Linked DNA regions of Mus musculus: region 1 is linked to region 2. Evidence: chromatin contacts called from public promoter capture Hi-C data. All regions are on one chromosome and are shown on one strand. Each heading gives the region's core, a stretch centred on a gene start, on an enhancer-like site or on the middle of the called end of the contact. The rest is flanking DNA. Distances are from core to core; before and after follow the strand shown.

The links. Capture Hi-C pulls out chosen DNA fragments and counts their contacts.
Region 1: a contact with region 2 is called in a promoter capture Hi-C map of liver, with 2.3 times the contacts expected there. The contact joins the promoter of Zfp317 here to the promoter of Zfp426 in region 2. A contact is called at or near these places in 6 of 39 promoter capture datasets (the 3T3-L1 cell line, the C10 cell line, embryonic stem cells and 3 more), 5 of 115 datasets of contacts at active chromatin or transcription factors (Th17 cells, astrocytes, extraembryonic endoderm stem cells and 2 more) and 2 of 9 other capture datasets (adipose tissue and liver).

What each region holds. Positions count from the first base shown.
Region 1 is chr9:19,620,222-19,624,771 of GRCm38.p6, reverse strand. Zfp317 (zinc finger protein 317) reads right to left here and starts at 2,681. Exons shown (of 9, transcript NM_172918.4): 1 at 2,487-2,681.
Region 2 is chr9:20,490,353-20,494,869 of GRCm38.p6, reverse strand. It overlaps Zfp426 (zinc finger protein 426), which reads left to right and starts at 2,124. Exons shown (of 9, transcript NM_001110309.1): 1 at 2,124-2,172; 2 at 2,419-2,484.

The DNA.
Region 1 (4,550 bases), core at 1,432-3,931, 870 kb after region 2:
GACAGACAGGGATATCTTTAAGTTTGAGGCCAGCCAGGTCTATACAGTAAGTTCTAGGGCCGTCCAAAGTTGCAATCACTGAGAACGAGGTCTGTATATCCACCATGTTGGTTTAGGGTCATTGTTATTTCTGCCATGTTGTGCTTTCTAGAACAGTTGCACGCCCCCATATACACTTGCTTCTCGTCCATATTCTACTGTGTGAGCCTTCCATTTTCCTTAAAGGAGTGATGGGATTTGACGTGTGTACTCAAGTGGTAAGTCACACCTGCTCTGTAAATGATTTCATCCACTGAGCCATCTTAATGGACCCCTTTTTAGTTCTTATCAGATAGGGTCTTATGCATCCCAAGTTGGCCTATAACTAGACATGCATACAGTACACACTGTCCTTGAACTTCTGATTCTCCTACATCTACTTCCTAAGTGCTGAAATTGTAGGCGTCTACCAACATGTCCAGTGATATCCTTACCCAAAATATTCCAGAATTTAGAGGGAAAAAGCCTCTGACATGTTTTGGGAAGATGGCTGGCATGAGCCTGAAATAGAAAAGGAAAACTTAACAGTAAAACACACACACACATACACACACACACACACACACACACACACACACAAACAAGCAAACGCAGCAAGAAGTTCCTAATGTCAGGAAAATGTGTCCTTTCTAAACTTAGTTACTACTGAAAAGTCAATTGTCCTAATTCCATTATGCTTGAAAAAAAACAAAAACAAAAACTCCATTATTTGCTTATTCACTCGATATACCAGCATTATATTGGTCAAGCACAAGATATTTCAATTCACCTGAAATACAGCAGGGGAAAAAAGAGCAGAAAAAAAGAAAACACAATAGAAGAGTACAGCAATACAGAAGGAAAAGAAAAGGACGATAAAAACAAACAGATGAACAAAATTAAAAACAACAAACAAAAAACAAAACACCTCCAGAAAAAGACAAGTTCCTTGACATAAAAATAGAAAAAATTCCAGCATATGGGAAGCCAATTTTACTTAAGAGTCAGAAGGAAAGCAGGGTCATCTATGATTGTGCTAGATAAACTCACTACCAATATTTCAAATCTCCATCCAAACCAGGATATAACAAATGTGTATAATTAAAAGGAAGCATATTTACTTATTTTAGTCAGGTGACAGAACTGCCTATGAACAACATCCAAATACTGTACTAAATTAGTAGAAATATATATTTTAGAAATAATCTTGATCTCAAATTCATAAAGTATAACAGCTTGAAGAAAATGTTATTGAAAACACAGGTAAGGAACAACAATATGAACCACAGAATTCTAAGGTGGGGGATAGGGGACTTTTGGGACAGCATTTGAAATGTAATGAAGAAAATACCTAATAAAAAATTAAAAAAAAAAAAAAAACAAGTAGAAAAAAGGTTGAGAGGAAAAAAAAAGAAAATACACTTAAAATCAAATTGCTCAGCTATATAAACAGATTAACTATAAAATTTAATGGCATAAAAATGTCAATATTCTAAAGACTAAAATACAGACCCAACACACCTTGGAGAGAGAAATGCAGCATCTGGGTTTTACATCTCATTTTAAAATATAAGGTGTGACACTATTGAAAAGTGACTACCTTTTGAGTTTAAGATACTTGGTGCAATGGGATACTTGGATCAGTAGAAAAATGATTTCATTAAAATACATAATAGTATTGGGGGAACAGCAAAATCCACATATTTCACTATAGGGGAGAGAAAATATGTACTATAACAAGAGCACACGAGTCTTTAATGATCTCCATCATAATCTAGCTTATAAATTCACTAAATGGTCATCGTTTTAATATTTTTTCATAATATAAAAATTGCCATTTTATTTAAAATTTAAGTGTTCAATTTCCCTGGCACCTATCATGTTCATTATTGTGTAACCATCATCACTAACTTCTAAAGTCATGTTTATTACTTACGGATACCATTGTCACCTTGTAGACTACAAACAAAAATTTGGCCTCTGCAAAAAACATAGCTATTGCTATCTTTAATTATCTTTAATTATATGTTTATTGAAGTTGTGGCTTTTATATAAAAGCTTGGAAAAATATTATGGAAAAAGTTCAAAGTATTTAATTAGATTAACTTTCAAATTAAATTACAACTATGTTTACAAGTAATTTATTCACATGAGGATTGTCAGCCAACAAACGCATAAAGCAACTGATGATTTAACATAATAGAAAAGGTATTAGGCAAGTTTCACAATAACAAAAAGAAAAAGGTGTGCACATATCAATGATAGTTTTAGGAAGGAAACCCATGCTAAGAGCAATCACTGTCATTCCGACACCCCTGAACATCCTGGTCTACATATTTTAAAACCTCTCCTGGGTCGCCAGGATGGGGACCTCAAGGCACGCCTCCTAAGGTTTCTGCTGTCCTCATCCCGGCCACAGCCCTCCGCTTCCTGGAGCTAACGGGTTAAGTGACGAACCACGGGCTTACCAGACTGAGGGTGGAATCCAGGAAGCGGAAGTCTCCGCGGCTAAGGCGGAAGAACTAGAAGTTCACGCAAGGCCCCGGAATGCTTCAGAACGCTTCGGGGAACAGGAGGGTCCAAACACAGGGGAAACCCCAACTATCCTTTCGCACATGTGACTTCCACTAGCTCCCCGAAGCAATGGCTTCTACTTCACGTCCGTCTTCGAAATCTCGCGAAACTTCATAAGCCTTTTATAACGTGAAACCTTCACGGCGTGCATCTTGGGAAATGGAGTTTGATAACCTTAATGAGCCGTGCATTCTTGGTGAACTAGGAACTCTCGCGAAACCGATTAATTGCTTCTAAATGAGATTGAAATGGTTTATGGGAAATGTAGTTTCTACGTTGGACGGCCCTGACAAGGGTTTATGGGAAATGTAGTTTCTAGTTGGACGGCCCTGACAAGGATGCTCAAGTAGAATATATATATGTGTGTATGTGTGTATGTGTGTATGTGTGTATGTGTGTATGTGTGTATGTGTGTATGTGTGTATGTGTGTATGTGTGTATGTGTGTATGTGTGTATGTGTGTATGTGTGTATGTGTGTATGTGTGTATGTGTGTATGTGTGTATGTGTATATGTGTATATGTGTATATATGTATATATGTATATATGTATATATGTATATATATGCTTTTTCCAAGTTCTAATTGCACCACATCATCTTATGGGCCTGCCTTCAGCTTGTTCTTCTTTCTAAGATCATCAACCTGAACCTGTTAGCAGTCACTCTTCCTACTTTAAATATTGTATGCAATCACTATAACCCATAACCCATACCTATACCCCCAAAACTACACTGCCTTACTTAAGATATTTAGACACATATTTAAATACTGAAAACACACCCAACCTAACCTCAAATATAGCAGCTTTATCAACTTGTTCGTTTCAAAATCGGTGTCAACACAAAACTACTCTTGCCGCAGATAAATTTGTTCACAAACAAATACCAAAGACCATGACCCAGAAACACCAACTGAGGGTGTGACAAAAGACAAATTTTTGCCAAGGAACTGCACACATGGGATTTTATTAGTCATAGAATGAAAAGAGTGAAAGATCAAGGCATTTAATAAATATGATGGGTGATAGATTAATATCTTGCAGAAAAGTAGGACAAAAAACTCTGCTGTGTATCTGTGTTGCTATCTATAGCATTGTAAGTTTTTAGGATTGATTAAGATTATTCATGTCTTAATAATATATGTTAAAGAATTTCATAAAGGTTGTTCAGCCAGATATAGGGATGGGCAATGAAATGAACTGAGGATACTGGAAATTGCCTAAGTTAATTTGATTTATGATAGTATTTGAACTTCACATGAAGTTATAAAGTTCTCATAACCATAGTATTTCTGCATTATCAACCTATCCTCTCAGCATGGACCATGAAAATCATGATACTATTAAAGATTAAAGAATCTTCAAAGTTAGTATACATTTGTATTCTCTTTTTCCTTTCTTTTCTTTTCTTTTCCTTTTTTTCTTTTCCTTTCTTTTCTTTCTTTCTTTCTTTCTTTCTTTCTTTCTTTCTTTCTTTCTTTCTTTCTTTTTTTTTGGCAGTAGGGAAATTTCAGATAGTAGCAGTCAACATTTTTATACTTCTATTTGTCAACCTGCATTCACTAATTCACAAAATATTACTCATTTTACCTTGAATGGGTCAATTTAACACTAGCATCTACCACACTGAGAGTCAAAAATGTTACCAGGTAGCATCTGAGACATACAGCAATGATTTCCAGGCTCTTGCTGTAACTCTGTTGCTGTTTGAAGGTAAAATTGTAGCCACAAGCTTATGTAGCTGACCAATACAGGGACATCTGTTTATGCAATCTGTGTAACCTTTAGGAACTGGAACTTTGATAGAGTCACTAGAGTGGGTAGGTCTTGAGGTTTGAGAGTCTGATTCCGGTTCCATTTGCTCAGTGCTTCTTAACAGCAGATGCAATATGACAAGCTGCTTTATCCCCTACTGCCAGGATTTCCCAACCAGAATGGACTGAATCCTCTCAAACTATA
Region 2 (4,517 bases), core at 875-3,374:
GCTGAAGGAGTGCTGTTCCTCAATACCCCAAAGTAGTGTGCTACTCAGGCCTATTAGAGATAAATCCATGGTGCTAGGATGTAAATGTCTGTTCACTAGGATTGAACAACCATTAGTCCAGTCCCCAAAGAACATATCTCTAACATGCAGCTCAAGGGCACAGATCACTTTCACAATGGATGTTGAGTCCTGGTGTGCCATAATGTTCTCAGTTTTTTTGTTTAAGATTTATTTATTATATGTAAGTACACTGTAGCTGTCTTCAGACACCCCAGAAGAGGGCGTCAGATCTCATTACGGATTGTTGTGAGCAACCGTGTGGTTGCTGGAATTTGAACTCAAGACCTTCGGAAGAGCAGTGTACTGGCTAGTTTTGTGTCAACTTGACACAGGCTGGAGTTATCACAGAGAAAGGAGCTTCAGTTGGGGAAATGCCTCCATGAGATCCACTTGTAAGGCATTTTCTCAATTAGTGATCAAGGGGGAAAGGCCCCTTGTGGGTGGTGCCATCTCTGGGCTGATAGTCTTGGGTTCTATAAGAAAGCAAGCTGAGCAAGCCAGTGGAAGCAAGCCAGTAAGAAACATCCCTCCATGGCCTCTGCATCAGCTCCTGCTTCCTGACCTGCTTGAGTTCCAGTCCAGTGTGGAATTGTAAGCTGAAACCCTTCCCTCCCCAACTTGCTTCTTGGTCATGATGTTTGTGCAGGAATAGAAACCCTGACACTAAGACAAGCAGTTAGTGCTCTTAACCGCTGAACCATCTCTCCAGCCCACACCCCAGTTCCTTTCTTTAAAAAAAATTTTTTTTTTTTTTTGCCAGCTGGGCAACATGACCCTGGGTCAGATCTATTTGAAAAGAACAACACTGGTGTACTTAAATAATCTTGGCAATATTTTTGTGTAAATAACCCATCTGACCAAGTGGCTAGACTTGTAGTCTCCTGTCTCTTAAATTGTTCAAAGTCTAATCAGGGGCTGGGACCTAGAGGTTTTAAGGATGAGTGTGTGTAAAATGCCTAACTCTAAGGTATATATAATTACATTTGAGGTCAACTCATATTTGGCCATGTGCTTTAGTAAAGAGCTTTTCCTTGAGCTCTAAGTGTGCAGTAAGAAAGTCTGCCTTTTCACTGAGAAGTCATACTGGCATATTGTTTCTGAAGCAACGCAAGCCCCTGGTTGAGCAAGTTCATGGCAGAGAGGGTAAATGGGTCTCTTGACAAACTGATCTTGCATCCTGTAATAGATCAGGGCCATAAATGCTTTTACTTTCGTCAGAAAGTGATTATAGCTTCATTTCTCTTTGACTCGCATTGACCAACAGATGTCAGCAGAATTCAGCCTAGTAACATTACAGTTTTCAGCCTCTCAACTGTTGCGTGGTTAAACTGGCTCTTCATTCATGTTATTAGGGACCATCAGTAACCAGGAGTGTCGAATCTGAGTGACTGGGCATTTTTCCTGTGACTTGAGATGACAAAAACCCGGATTTGAGCTTACTGTTTGCTTAGGGCATTCAATAGAACCGGGGACTTGGGAAAACAGTTGCTGGGAAAGATGCAGATACGCGGTTAAGACGAGTTCAAGACCCACCCAGTAACTACTTCAGGATTCTCAGTCAGAAACCCAGTTATTTCCATTGGGCTCCTGAGGCTGGTGGAATGGGCTTAGGTAGGGTAAATCTGTTGAAGCACCCTTTATGGTCGCAGCCTACGAAATACAATTTCAACATCTTGAGAGGTCTAGATGATTACGGAAGCGAGACTGCCTTCTGTTTCCTACTGGACTAGGGTGCACTAGAAAGCAAGGGTTCTAAGAATGCAGCGATGGCAGGCAAAAAAATTTCCTGAGCGGACGCTGGGTACCCACAAGAAACCCTGTGGTTAAAGGACTTACTGGTCCTGGCACCACCGTTGCCCGGCTCACAGCCTGGATTCTAATTCTGTCTTGTCCTGGAGACCAGCGTCGGCCTCCAGCTCCCGCGGTGAAGCCCTTACAGCCCCTCCGCCCTGACACTGCGGAGAAACTAGAAATCTGACAGGAATTCAACCGAGGTAGACTCCCGGGCCTGGCTCTGCAGCAGACCGAGCGCGAGCGGAAGTGACGTCATGCCCGCGCCCGTCTCTTCCGGCTCTTATCTGCACTGAAGAGTTGCGGAGTTGCCTGGCATTCGTGAGTTCTGCGGTACAAGGACTACCTGGAGGCGGAGGGGGAGATAGAGAACGAGAGTGCAGAGCTCTGCTCCGCTTGCCACGGCGCCTCCGGGCGCGGCCAAGCCTGAGTCCTCTCTGGCTGTCAGTCGCCAGGCTGGGGAAGTGCCCAGAGGGCGGGCCTGGCGATGGCTGCGGCTACGATGCTGCTCTTCAAAAGCCGCCCAAGCAAATTCTGTGCGAAAGGCTCTTTTATTTTTCTCCTCAGAAATGAAATTTTGCCGGAGTAGTTGGAGTGATCAGCGCCATACACCTTGCGATTTCAGCGCCTCTGGTGAGCACTCAGTGAAAGGTCGCTTTTGGAAAAAGCCGTATTCCCTTTTAAAAAAATATTAGAGACGAATGTCGGGGTGAGAACTTAATTCATATTGTTAGATTGTACTTTATTTAGTGAGTGCGTGTTTTATTTTGACCATTAGTTTCAGATACAGAGACAAATTTCTTAGTTACTTCGAATGTACGTCTTTCTTGAGAGAATATAAACATTGGTAGACCTCCAGCCCATTCATAAAAACCTAGCGGGCAAGCCTTTACTCACGGCACACAGGTGGCAAAAGGATTTCTGTGAGTTCTTGGCTAGTCTGGTGTACAAAATGAGTTCCAGGCCAACCAGTGCTACGTGGTGAAATACTGTATTTATTAAAAAACAAACAAGCAAAAACCTAACAAACAATAATAGTGAGCTTTTTTCCACCTCCAAAGTTCCTAGGCCTGTGTTTGTTTCCTCATCCCTTTATCTCTCTGTGCTAGTGGTCCATTCAGGGCCTTGTGCGTGATACACATACTTTTCTCTTCGTTCTTAGATCTGTTCATCACTAAACTGCTTGGAGCTCACAGAAGAAATGTGGAAAGCTAGATTATTAAAAATCATAGAATTAACTATTAAGAAGATTGATAAATTAGTGTTCTCTCCCCAACAATCCCCCCCCCCCCATTTCTCTTTTTAAAAAAAACTTAGACGTACTAGCATATTTGATGGTCCAGTATCTGTTATGCTGCAGTCACCTCTTGCAGCAGTCCGTGTCTACTCTTTCCCCAGCAAGATATATTGTATGGTGACTTGTTTGCTAAGATGTAAACTGAAAATAAAGGGCAACATGGTAGCACATAGCAGTGATCTCAGGAGTTGGAGCAATAGGAACATGATTTCTTTTCTTTTCTTTCTTTCTTTTTTTAGATTTATTTATTTTATATATGTGACCACACTGTCACTGTCTTCAGACACACCAGAAGAGGGCATCAGATCTCATTGTAGATGGTTGTGAGCCACCATGTGGTTGCTGGGATATGAACTCAGGACCTCTGGAAAAGCAGCCAGTGCTCTTAACCACTGAGCCATCTCTCCAGCCCCAGAACATGATTTCTATGCCAGGATAGTTACATAGTTTCAGGCCAGTCCAGTCTGCATAGTTATACCCCTATCTCCGAATAAACAATAATAGATACAACACTTGACTGTTAAATACTTGGTAATGTACCACCTAGATTAGGACATTGTCTTACTGAAAGCAAAATATTATTAGATTCAATCAAGAAAATTAAAGAATAGAGTTATTTGGGTATTCAGCTCAGTTGATAGAGTGTTTGTGTGTTATCCACAGACCCCTAGGTTCAGTTCCTAGTACCACATAAACTGAGTGCAGTAGCTCACTTGATTTTGATCCCAGCTCTCTGCGGATAGAAGCTGGAGCATTAGGAGTTCAGGGTCAGCCTCGGTCACATAGTAGGTTGTAGGCCAGCCTGAACCACATGATCTTGTCTTTACAAAAGAAAAGAAGGAAATCAAGAACTGGCTGAGGATATAGCTCAGGAATAGAATACTTGCCTACCATGTATGAAGCCCCAGTTCAATTCCCAGCACCACAAAAATACATACATACATACATACATAAAATGATGCATGTGATATCTGATCTATAAACATTCAGAATTCTCCACATTGTTTTAAAAAGCGGCAACAAGCTTCTGGATGTTTGGAGGTATGTGATCCTTTCAAGCTTTCTATATTGTGCTGGGCTTGGTGGCAGATACCTGCAGTCCCAAGAACTGAGAGGTAAGGTCGTGTGCTCTAGGTTAGAGGACACGTGCATTTTATTTTGACATACACTAATTTTTTTTCTCTTTCCCCTGCTCTCTCAATTTCCCCTGGTCTAGCAATTTATTTACAACTTATTCTGGGGAAAATAAGAAACAGATTTTTAGTTGTAACTGCAAGGCATTTGTTTTGGAAAAGGGAAATCACTTGGCCACTTCATGGTAAATACTCAGCTGTATTCTCAGAAGCAGTAGTTGCATGGGTGACACACC